Regions from separate parts of the Sus scrofa genome. Here region 1 is linked to region 2. Evidence: chromatin contacts called from public Hi-C data. All regions are on one chromosome and are shown on one strand. The core of a region is the stretch at or near the end of the contact, and the rest is flanking DNA. Distances in the headings are between cores, read along the strand shown.

Evidence for each region. A called contact is a pair of places that touch in the nucleus more often than the background predicts.
Region 1: a contact with region 2 is called in a Hi-C map of skeletal muscle, with 5 times the contacts expected there. The contact joins the promoter of IL6ST here to the promoter of DHX29 in region 2. A contact is called at or near these places in 4 of 47 Hi-C or Micro-C datasets (heart right ventricle, liver and skeletal muscle) and 1 of 2 datasets of contacts at active chromatin or transcription factors (skeletal muscle).

What each region holds. Positions count from the first base shown.
Region 1 is chr16:35,147,147-35,153,820 of Sscrofa11.1, forward strand. IL6ST (interleukin 6 signal transducer) reads right to left here and starts at 4,642. Exons shown (of 16, transcript NM_001097432.1): 1 at 4,462-4,642. The region is part of intron 2 of LOC102168151 (a long non-coding RNA gene); the gene reads left to right.
Region 2 is chr16:34,474,070-34,480,324 of Sscrofa11.1, forward strand. DHX29 (ATP-dependent RNA helicase DHX29) reads right to left here and starts at 4,164. Exons shown (of 27, transcript XM_013984775.2): 1 at 3,804-4,164. The coding sequence starts at 3,984. SKIV2L2 (superkiller viralicidic activity 2-like 2) reads left to right here and starts at 4,158. Exons shown (of 27, transcript XM_003133964.6): 1 at 4,158-4,571. The coding sequence starts at 4,438.

The DNA of each region.
Region 1 (6,674 bases), core at 3,392-5,891, 670 kb after region 2:
ATAGCTAAAGATACAAAACATTAAAAATATAGTGGAAGCCAAATAAACGGTTCTTGCCCTTACGAAGTTCAGTTTAGAGAAGTGGAATATGCACAAAGTGCTACAGGAGCATAGAGAATACTCAGTTCAAACAGGGCTCAGGACAGCCTGTCACTAAATAAGAGCAAAGGTTTTCTGGAGAAAGAAAGTAGCATGCACATGAACCAAACATCATCTATGACCCTCTAAGTGTATTACCAGTGGCAAAATCCCAGAGCATACCAGTTTACAAACCAGAGCTGTGCTATCTGAAACATCTGTGTTAAGGGGAAAGGATAAGGAAACACATGCAGAATAGCCAAACAAAAACAGATTGTGCAGAAGATCAATAGGAAATGTATTATTCAAAAGCAATGATAAAACCAATCTACCTTAGTGCAAAGGATGAAAGCGATTAATTTGGGTCAAGAACAAATGAAAACTTGGAGGCAGAATATTCAAATTTTAACAGGGAAGCAGATCTATTGTGCTGAAAGGAATGAAGCTCCTGCTATGGATAAAACAATGGATAAAACAATAACCTATACTATAGCCTCGATTCATGTCAACTGGCTAACAGTTCTCATTAAATCTCACCAAGATACACTAGATAGAAGAGACTGTACCCATTGTGACAAAATCACAAGTGTTTCTGAAGCATTTCATATTGTTGAACATGTCTGTTTCCTGAATTTCTCATATCTCTTGGTTTCTATGTAACCATATCCTGAGGTTTAATTCTTTCCTTTACCCACTTTACTGTCTCCTTTACCAAAGTCTCTGCTAGGTTTTATCTCCTCCCTCTGAATGTACCCAAAAGTATTTGGCATCTACTATTCTTTTAAAATAACAACGTCTTCGAAAATGTATGACTTCAACTATTACCATCAAACAAAATAATTTCAAATATTCTGACTGAATTCTTTCTTCTAATGTCAATTATATATCATCTTGGATATTCTGCTTCTTACTCAAATTTAACAGGTTTAAAAATGACATGCACACATAAATATATAAATGCATACACTAAAAAAAAATCGCGGTACTTACCTTTCTCTATCTAAATCATTCGCCGTTCTTTAACTGCCTATTACAACAGGGTCCATCATTGCCTCTTACCTATCCATTACATTCTAGCTTTCTGTTACAAATCTTATTCGGCCTTCCTTCATAATCTTTCCCACCTGTCTTTTCTCACTTGGCTTGTCTCTCTAAACACTACTTCAAATTTGCCACTCTTGTTCTCAAAAGCTTTTTAAAGGGTGAATGATAATGCCAAATATTTTGGCTATTTAAGAACTTAGAAATTTGGTTTCAGTGTGCCTGTCCAATCTATCTTCTTCAATATTTAAATCTTTTCTAAAAAAAATACAAAACAGAACCAAAAATATCCCCAAATCACAACCCTTACAGATTCTACCCTCAAGCTCTAAAGAAACTAGCAAGCAATCTCGTTTGTACTGATTATATTGAAACTATTTTTGCAGTTTCCCAAATGCAAAGCAAATATTTAAACTCTTCATTTTACTTGACTTCACCATGCCACACACAATTTGATCTTACCTTTTATCACACTAATAAGTCACTCCTACAGACTTTAAGCTCAAGGTACAGCAAACTATTAGACTTTCTCTAACACACTTTGTTATTTCAGGATTTGTGCTTCTTTATATGCTATTCCTTTCCTCTAGAATGTCTTCCTTCTGCCAAACTCTGCTTTGTACTATTTGTAATTGAGATGAAACATCATCTCTTCTGTGGAATTTCCATCCACTCCCACAATCATCTTTGCTCCCAATGCACTTGTATATAGTTCCCTAATAGGATATACAACACTATATTGTAAATTAGCTGCTTATACATCTTGGTAGCCTGAGACTCTAACGTACTTTGAGGCACATAGCAGACAATTAAGAATGGGTTTTTAAAGACCTTATGGTATGGCCATATTATTCTAGTTACTGTTGACTCAAGTATACTATATGAAGAGGCAGTGTATTTATCATGATTAGGAGCTCAGATTCCACACCACGTCGTCTGGGTATAGATTTTGGATCTACCACTTAATAGCCATGTGGCACTAGGCAAGTTAATTAACCTCTCTATGCCTTGGTGTCCTAATTAACCTCTCTATGCCTTGGTGTCCTTTATTAAAAGAGGGTAAGCTCTACTCATAAGGTTACAAGGATTAAATAAATACAAGCAAAGTGTTCAAAACAGTGACACAAAATAAGCATTACACATGTATTGGCTATTATAGTTACTATACTTTGATCATTTCTGACCCTTTCCACTTGGAATGGTCTCCCTTCAATTGTCCCTTTATCCAAATCTTACCCAGGTTTCAAGGCTGACCTCTGGTAAATACTTTGATCAATTCAACCCTTATATAATAATTCCCTGATTTAAACATACATAGCATCTTCTGTATCACACCACATTTAATTAAAACTGTCCTACATCCTTGTCATTTTTTGCAAAATGCTTGTCCACTCAATTTCTGTAAACCACATATCTTTGTGAGTTCCTATAGTCAGTACTAAATGCTTAGCATTTATTATGAAAAATAAAGTTCAGTAGAAACTTCAGCTCTGATCAAAATGTCTTTGCAATCAAAGAAATGGAGAAGACTGTGAGAACATTCCATCCTTCTCTAAGAGCCAAGCGGCAAATGTATTAGCGCCAGGGAATTCTGACTCCCATTAAAATAAGCTGCTATGAAATAGCTTCTGAGAGAAAAAAAAAAAAAAACCCTTCCTGCAGAAGTTATGGGGCGTTCTTAAGTTACCAAACCAAATTGTAGCACTGGATCCTCTATGAGAAATATGTCAGCATGACTACATGACTGACTGAAAGTACAGGATTTGGAATTACACAGAACTAGTTTTCACAGGAACCCTGAGCTTCAGTTTCGTTCTCTATAAGGCAGCTACTGTAACACCTACTTCACAGGTATATGATAGTCAACATCCACCCTAACATTTAGCTGAAATGCAAATTCCTTTGGAAAAATTTTAAATAAACTGAAAACACAGCAATTCATAAAAAACTGAACAGATTTTTCATTACATAAGAAAACATATTAACACAACACTGTATATCAACTATACGGCAATAAAAAACCAAGAAAAAAATTTTTTAAATTAGTTGTGTATTTGTAATATTCTAAACTACCTATGAGAAAAGTAAACATGTATAGTATTGTCAATATTCCAAACTGGGATGGAGGAAAAATTCTACTACAAAATCTATCCTTTTCTGACACTTTCTCCATCCTGTAATTTTTTTCCTTCCATTTGTAATTAAAAACAAGTGTTCAAAATTATCCCCAAAGAGAGAAACATTTGGAAAACATAATTTAATTTAATAGCAAGTTGGTTCTATAAATGTAGTACTCCAGTTTATAGTTTTAAACTACTTCCAAATAGGAATGAATATGAATTTAAGAAACCATGATAATGGCGAACAGCTCAAATGATGTTCTGAGTCAGTAATTTCAAATTAAGAGTTGCTCCAACTTGAAGCTGGCAGTCACACAGTCTAAAGGGTTTGTTTACAGCACTGACTAAACCAAACACTCCAATCTTTTAGAATATTCATCCTGGCGTTCTAACAATTAATTATTTTAAAGCAGTATAATCACTCAAATACTACACAAATTAAACCGAAATGGGTTTCGTTCTGAAGGAAAAAAAAAAAAAAGAACAAAGGTGGCAGATCTTATTTTTAAACTGTGGGTTTTTTTCCACTTTGAAAAAATACTTTAAAACAGAACCCTGCTTGGAATAACCTTTAAGCTTGGGGGAAGGGTGCAATTTTTAAAGACCGTATTCGGCGCCTTTAGGATACAGCGGTCTGTGGGGTTCATTAGGGTCGGGACATGTAATCGATCAAAAGAAGAAAAAGAGATGTTAAGTTCGGAATTTTTATGAGTATGGTAGGAACTTTCAGTAACGTTTAAACATTACAATTTAAGGATGAAAAGATGGCTTTGGAAAGAAAATTAACTTCCGAGTAGAAAATGAAGAGTCAAGTGCGGGGCCAGTGGAATAAGGGGAGATGGAAAGGCAACTGGGGAAAAGTGAGGATTTGGTAACCAAAAAGGAGTAAGGTCCAGAAGGCCGTTTGGGGGCGGGGGCTTAAGAAGGGTGTGGGGTGTGTGTGCGTGCACACGCGCCGGAGGTGAGTTTTGTACTTAGGGATGAAAAATCTAGGTGACAAAGTCGTGGAGATCAAATTCGGAGGTGTGGAAACAGGGAGAGGAAGGAATGTGGGGATTTCCAGGCTGGGGTAACAAGAAGTTTGGGGAGTTCGTTGTCGGGGCGCCCCTCTTTCTCGGGAAAGGGTGGCCTCCTCGGGTGCCAGTCCTCTGGCCCGTCCGCCCCGACTCGGCCCTCACCCTCCCGCTACACGGCCCTTCAACTGGCCACGGCCTCTCCTCACCTCTCAGGCCGCGGTGCCTCGCTCCTCCAGGTCCCCGGTAGCGTAGGTTCCCTCCGCCCCAGGCCCGGCCGGGCCCTCTGGCCAGCAGCCGCGGCCCAGCTCAGCTGCGACCGGGCGTTCCCCGCGCGGCTCCGCGGGCCTGTCGGCGCTCTGCCTGGACGACTGCTAGAGCTCCGCTCCTTCCCGCAGACGCGGCACGCGGCCCTCCTCCCGTGGCGGGGCGAAGCGCCCCCTGACCCCGCCCCGCGGCGCCCTGTCACGCCCCGCCCCCGGATTTGGGATCTGTACGTTGATTGGCCCCCGCGAGACCCGGCGCGCCCCGGCATTGGCTCAACGGCCGCCCGAAGACGATGGGGCGGCACTCCGAGAGGCTGCAATTCCCGTAACGCGGTTCCCGGCGTCCCGGATTCCGGTGACTGCGCCCGCGTCGCCTCTCCCAGGCGAGATCGAAGGGTTCCCCCCACCTCCCCTCTGCAGGCGGAAGGAGCGGAATGTTCCATTTTTCCGTGGAATAACGGGGTCGTGAACTGAAGCCCGGGTGCTGCCCGCCCCTGCCGCCCTCCCTTCTCTCGGCTTCCCTTCGGACTCCCTTCGAGGCCTTCCCCAAGGGACTCAGAGCCGGGAGGGACCGCCGGGTGTCTTTGGGGATCGGGGAGGCGTGGGAGCTCCTCAGGGAAGGTGGCCATGACTCCACAGGAGATTACCGCAGATAGTGGCGGCGGCTTCGGTCCAAGTCCTTATGTAAACCAACCTTGCCACGATGTATATTTCTAAGTCAGTAAATGAGTTTGGATGTGATTGATCGGTGAACCCCAGGTTTGGTGACACGCCAAGAAACTAGTTTTTCTTGCAGTTTGTACCTCCCAATCTGTTACAGAACTACAGAGTAAAAATCAGTTCCATTAACAATCCCCCTCTTCCCCTCCTCTGGTCTGGAAAAGGGACCTTCAGGCTCACTTTGATATTTTTTTTTTCGAGAATTAGATGAGAAGCCTCAAAGATAAGCGGGATGTGTGTGTGTGTGTGTGTGTGTGTGTGTGTGTGTGTGTAGAAACACACCCAAGGCCAGGGCCTTTTGTGGAAGAATGGCAGGCTATACGAGGACAATAATGTTTTAATGGACTTGAACAAATTATACCCATAAATTAACAGACAATTATAAGGTTCTTCATTATACTGACGATTCAGATAGGGTAAAACATAGATGGAATTATGATTTCTTAGTTGATCAGATAATTTTATAAGACACAGGAAAGTGGGCCTGCTATGTGTCTAGGGCTAAGGGAGTCCTAGGCAGGCTTGGGGATGGCAGTCCAGGAGAGAGAACACTCCATTGTGTTCAGCTGATGTGGCTCCCTATCACCCTATACCTAACCTGCAGAAACTGACTGGATTGTATTCTAGTTCTGCTGTTGATGGGGGTGTTTATTTTAAAACAAACTCTTATAAAATGTTGATACATTAAATTTTTATTTAGATCTAGCAGACATTTATGTAGGGGCCATGTGGTTAAGTGTACCTTCTGGTTTCAAGCTGCCTGATTTGAATCCTGGTACTGGTACTTCCCATGTCTGTGACCTTGGGCAGGTCTTCTCAAGATTCTTCATCAATCAAATGAGAATAATGGTACCAACCTAACAGGACTACTGCAAGTATTAAATGAGCTAAAATACATGAAGTGCTTGGCATATAGCAGTAGGTACTCAATAAATGACAGCTGTTATCATTATTGAATATCTACTATGTCAATGCTTTCCCAATCTCTCTTATCACAGTATATGTTGAAAATGATGGCACTTCTCTGGCATAGGGAGTAGCTACAGGGGATCATATCTCACAGCACACTAGCCTGCCTTGTACACTGGTGAGGGATGCAAAGGACTGAGTTAGTTCTTTTGTGAATATCTTTGTGTTTGCTAACACTAACCCATAAGAAACTCTCATTTTGTGGGGATGGTTAGAGTCTTAGGCTAATGAATCGATATTGGAGAAAGATTTTTTAGGACAGCAAGAGCGTGTCTCCCCTTGGCTGGAATTACTTTACTTTGCAGATACTACTGATCCATGAAACAATCACTTTCAGGATAAGGATTTATCATTAGAATGCCCTGTCAAAATGCAAGGATAAGAAAGAAAAGTGACTATCAATTGGGAAATTTCTGTTTGTGTTTTGATACTTATTTGGGATTTTAGATATGTCAGAAGCAGAGAGT
Region 2 (6,255 bases), core at 2,914-5,413:
AACTTCTGTGTGCACAGACAAATAAATAAAAATATCCTTTACCAAGAGACTGTTTTCTGACATTCATGGCACTTTTTCTGTTTTATTTTGGGAGCCCTAAAATAATATATTATTTAGAAACATATAAAACATATATGTACATAAAATATTTATACATACATATAAAATGGCTTTTTTGAGCTTATTCATGACATCAGTCCCCTAGTCTTATTTCCTAAGTCTCAACTAAGTTTAAGGATTTTTCACACAAACACAGCTTTTGGTGTGTAAGCACCCTTTGCCACATCCAATAATGTAACCTGAAAGCAGTGATCTCAGTCTGTTTTATTCTTGAGGCATCCCTAGTGCCTAAAATCTTGCCTGGCATATAGTTGCTCTTCAAGAATTATTTGATGAACAAAGGAAATGAAAAAACAGGAGTGGAAGAATACCCAGAATTGTGTCAAAAGCCATTTTGTGGCGCTAGTCATTTTCTACCTCTAAATGAGAGTCCAGTTGAGAAACTATGCTACGTACAACCCTTCAAATTGGGAGTTCCCATCATGGCTCAGTGGTTAACGAATCCAACTAGGAACCATGAGGTTGCAGGTTTGATCCCTGGCCTCGCTCAGTGGGTTAAGGATCCAGTGTTGCCGTGAGCTGTGGTGTAGGTCGCAGATGAAGCTTGGATCACGTGTTGCTGTGGCTGTGGTATAGGCCAGTGGCTACAGCTCCGACTGGACCCCGAGCCTGGGAACCTCCATATGCCGCAGGTGGGGCCCCAGAAAAAAAAAAAGACAAAAAGACAACCCTTCAAATTGTTTGAAAAGACAGAGGGATAGAAGTAGAGTAAAACAATTACATTTACATTAGGGAAAATAGAGTTCAGAGGTGATTTTTTGTGTGTGTATTTTTCCATTTTTTTCTTAAAAATAGGCCTATTATATGTAATATAAAAATAACCAAACAGGAAAAAGAAAGCAAAATTATGCAGAAATCTTGTTGCAACATTTTATGTATACTGCTATATATATTGATTTATGGTTACAAAAAAATTCCTCACAAATTTGGTAGATAACCTCTCATTTTCTCTCTCTTGATTTCTTGGTTTTAATAATTCCTCTGAATTTTTCCTTGTCACTGACCCAAGAAATTTTTTGAATGACCCTATTCATAGCCTTTGAGTAGATACTGAGGGATATGTACTCATGAAACTGTTCCTACCTCCTAAAATTTTGTAGGATAGGTAAAATGTATAATTCATCACATAGGCAAGATCTGATATCAAATACCATTGCCACAGGCAAGATCTAAATATCAAAAAGAATAATCAAACAACAATGATGCATGAGCTATGTATCCATAGGAACAATTCAAACAGTTGAGAGCTGGGGTGATTATTATAGAATTCTGGTAGATAATCTTGGGGATGGATGGTATGCCAATAAAAGAAAATGGTCAAGAATAAGCATGAGAAAGCAGAAAGCCAAAAGCTGCATTGGGATCAGTGAAACATACTAGATTTGCTATAGCTAAATATAGGAACTGTAAAAAGACTAGAAAGGAGGTCTTAGATACTAGCTCAATGCTTTGTACCTTATCACAAAGTCAGTGAGGATGATGTAGAAAAGACTGGGAAGTGATATGATCAAAGAAGTGTTTTTTTTTAATTTAACGATTTCTTATAATTTTACAATGATCTTTAATTTTTCCATTATAGCTGGTTTACAGTGTTGTCAATTTTCTACTGTATAGCAAGGTGACCCAGTCACACATACATGTATACATTCTTTTTTCTCACATTATCATGCTCCATCATAAGTGACTAGAAATAGTTTCCAGTGCTAAACAGCAGGATCTCATTGCTTATCCATTTCAAAGGCAACAGAAGGCAACAGTTTGCATCTATTAACCCCAAATTCCCAGTCCATTCCACTCCCTCTCCCAAAAGAAGTGGTTTTGAAAGATCAATCTGACACCTTATGTGGGACAGACTGGAGGAGGAAAAAAGCACAGCTAGCTCTTTAGAAGGCTGTGTTGGTACTCCAGAAATTCATGAGTGTCTTGACTGAAGTGTGAGCAGTATAAATCAAAAGTGAAAAGGGTATACATGTAAGATATGCAAAGACTGCACAGAGCTTGACAACACATTGGATGTGAAAAGAAAGAAAGGCACAAAAAAATAACTATTGACATGGGATAAAGAGGAATATGTAAAAAGAGAAAGAAGTCAGAGGAGAAGCTACTGGGGGTGGGAGTAGGGGTGGGGGCGGGCTGGGAAGTGTAGTTTAGTATTAGCCATGTTAAATTTGAGATGCTTGCAAAATAGTGTCCAAATAAATGTAGAAATGGCTGACTTGAGCTTGGAATAGAGACCAGGATTGGACATGTTGCTTGAGGAGTCATCTACAAAGGAAAAGACAGAAGAAGTAATGGAAGTAGATAAACTCTCATAGAAGGTCTGTAAAGAGGAAAGCATACTGTCACAGAATGACACTTCGGTAACGGTCACTTTTGGGGGCTGGGGGAATGGGAAACCAAAGAATACAATAAATGGCTATGAGAAAGTTCAAAGAATTCAGAGGAATATCAGGAAAGACAAAGGAAGTCAGAAAGAGGCTGACTCAGAATAAAAACGCCGCAGAATACACAAGGAGAAATTTTTTGTATCTGTAATTGCAGGCATAACTTTGTAGTTAAAAAGTTACAGTAAATTGCAGAGCACAGATTATTATCCACCTTCTAGGTGAAAGTTTGTTACCTGCCTACTTCAGTCTCATCTTCTCCTTAGACAATGCTTACATTCTGAGATCTCAAAGGCCAATGCTCTTTTCTGACTCAAGATCTCTGCACACCGTTTTCCTTATCTCTGCCGGGAATACTATTTCCCCCCTTCTTTATAGAGTTTACACCTATTCACCCTTTGGATCTTAGCTTAACAGTCACTTTCTCAAAGAGACCGTGAATGATCCCTCCTCCTCCTCAGTAAAAACTGGGTTACCCTGTTAAATTCTCTTACTTAGCTTTTCTTTGTGGCACTTATAGAACGATGTCTGTGCGATTACTTCAGGTCTGTGTCCGCCATTAGACGGGCAAGCTCCGGGAGAGATTGCCTATTTTGCTCATCCCATCCCTAACATCGTGCCAGATACAAAGTAGGTTTTAAATAAATATTTGTTGGCTAAACATTTCAATAAGAACTAAGACAAGCTAAGCAGAACAAAATAGTGTATAACTGTTTATCTTTTGAAATCAGCTGTAATAGTGGCCTGCTGATCTGCAGCCAGAACCGGCAATCTCCAAGTTGAGTTATCAAATCAAATGGCACAATAAGCAAAAATGCAATGCTGTGGTAAAGATCGCTGATAATTTTACAACAGGTTATATCCATATTCGGTGTGCAAGTGCTGCAATTCTTATTAAGTACTGATTTTTACATAGCACGTGGAAACACTACATCGTGGCTGAAGAGGTTGAGGAGGAGGTAAATAAATGGGTCTGGCTCCAGGAGGTTAATAACTCCAGACAGTATTCTCTGCATGCGAGTCGCTAGTTTAGATGATGGCTCAAGACTGATCGCTGATGAAACGGGAGCTAATGCAATTTTTACTTAGTTCACAGAATTAGAAAAAGTGGAGGTTAGGTTGGGGGGCGCTACCGTCGGAACTCTGGAGGCCCTAACAGCTTACACTGATCTAAAACAAGGCTGCCTGATACGGAGCCAGCAACTGTGGCTGCGGAAGACAGAAATTTTGAGACCAAGGGTTCGCCCAGGTGCGAAGGCTTCCCCCTAGGGCCAGATCCTGGCGCCCGACAGCTCATACCTTGCTTTACTCGGGGCTCCCTGTTGCTGGCAGCAGCGGCGGGGGGCTGTCTGGCCACAGGCTTCTTGTTTTGGGCCTCCACCGCAGCTCCGGCCTCGGCGGATTTGGCTCTGGAAGCAGACACGGCGGCCCGGACCGCCGCGGCACCCGGAGCCTTGTGTTTCTTGTTCTTGCCGCCCATGTTGCAGCAGTGGCAGAATCACAGCTCTGGTCTGATCCCGATACCACTCCCGCACCGCCTCCAAGGTTTGTTCACATTCCCCCAGTCCCACGCCGCCACCTTGCGTCCTCCATCCGGGCTCCTCCGGCCGGAACGACCGCTGCTTCTCAATTGGCCCGATTCCCCAAGGTCCCGCCTCCTCTCCGCCCCTTTAGGGATCAGCTGCGGGCCGGGAACCGCCGCCGCGCTGCCACTTCAGCTTCGGAGATGCGCGTCCGCTAGTGGTTGGAAAGGAAAAGAAAGGTCCAAAGAGGGAAAAAAGGTCCAAAAGGGAAAAAAGAAGCCTTGAGGGCTGTGCGACTCAACTAATTTTGTCTCCTACGGGCCCCTGTTGCGGCTTCCCTTGGCGTCACCGTCGGCGCGGTTGCGGGGCATCGTGGGTAAGAGCGAGATTTGGTCTCACAACTCCGAAAGATGGCGGACGCTTTCGGGGATGAGCTCTTCAGCGTGTTTGAGGACGACTCGACCACTGCGCCCGGAACCAAAAAAGACAAGGAGAAGGAGAAGGGGAAATGGAAGGGGCCACCAGGGTCTGCAGAAAAGGCCGGGTAAGGAAGATGTCCGAGATGTCTTTTTTTCCCTCTCAGCGCTGAGGGAAGAAAATCGGACACTCTTGAAGACCACGAGAAAGTGGGTGTACGTTAGCAGCGTCGGGAAGTGAAGGGGGTTGAGAGAAATGTTGGAAGTGGGGGAGGAAAGTTGGTTTTGGGAGGCGCGGGTTTTGGCCTTCCCGGGCGGCCGCAGACAGCGTTCCGCTGCATTTCCTTTACCCCCGCGTTGGCGTGACTACCTACACCTGTCTGCGCTGTGGGGTCGTGAGGACAGGTAAGCTGTAAGCTGTTCCTTAGCTTCTGTACTCCTAGCACCGGCACAGTACTGGGCCCAGAGCCTTTAATATTCGAGAAACGAATTGAGTGAAGGGGTAGGGAGTTTCGATAATGTGACTTGGATTGACTTGGAGCGGAAGGGGCAAATAACAACATAAGAGAGAAATTAGTAATGTTCTTGCTCATCATGAGATGATAGGGCCAACCACTAGGGGTTTTGTGAGGGTTAAATGCGATATGTTTAAAGCGCCTAACGGTGCTTTTAGCACATGGTAGATTCTCAAATGCTGGCTTTCTTGGATTTTATTAAGAAAAATATTAAAATTTACTGGTCCTCGAAGCTTGAATTAAAGTAAGGTAACTCATTAATAATGAATAAAGTTTACTCTTGATCTTGAGGGAGATTCCTAAGAGATGCTACGTTAGACATGATTTTGCTCTTAGGGAATTTTTAGTCGAGGTAAGGAGGTAGAACAGATACATACCTTACAGTTAGTAGGAGCTTGAACTACAATGAGCTGTACATATAGTTAAGTGCAATAAAACTTAAGGAAAGAGGAGTTCCCGTCGTGGCTCAGTGGTTAACGAATCTGACTAGAAACCATGAGGTTTGCGGGTTCGACCCACCCCCCCGGTGGGTTAAGGATCCGGCGTTGCGGTGAGCTGTGGTGTAGGTTGCAGACGCAGCTTGGATCCCGCGTTGCTGTGGCTGTAGGCCGGTGGCTACAGCTCCAATTGGACCCCTAGCCTGGGAACCTCCATATGCCGCGGGAGCGGCCCAAGAAATGGCACCAAAAAAAAAAAAAAAAAAAATCCACAACTTCAGGAACGAGATACCTATTTGTGATGTCCAGAGACCCTTCTATACAAGATACTATTCTGGGTTTGAGGAAATGATTCTTTATTGATTACGATTTTTTTTTTTCTTTTTTAGTAGCACAAATTGGGCTAGAAGGAGTGTTTGCTTAGGGACTACAAGATATAAGGCTGAAAATAAATCGGTTTGGGGTTATGAAGAGCCTTGAGTAGCAAGCAGATGAGTTTTGATTTCTTTTTCTTTCTTTCTTTTTTTTCCTCTCTGTCTTTTGTCTTTTTAGGGCCACACCAGCGGCATATGGAGGTTCCCAGGCTAGGGCACTAATCGGAGCTACAGCTGCCGGCCTATGCCAGAGCCACAGTAACGCCAGATCCGAGCCGCGTCTGCGACCTACGCCACAGCTCACGCAACACCGGATCCTTAACCCACTTAGCAAGGTCAGGGATTAAACCTACAACTCATGGTTCTTAGTCGGGTTCGTTTCTGCTGCGCCAAGGTGGGAACTCCTTGATTTCTTTTTTTTTGTCATTTCTCAGGCCACTTCCGCGGCATATGAAGGTTCCCAGGCTAGGGGTCCAATTGGAGCTG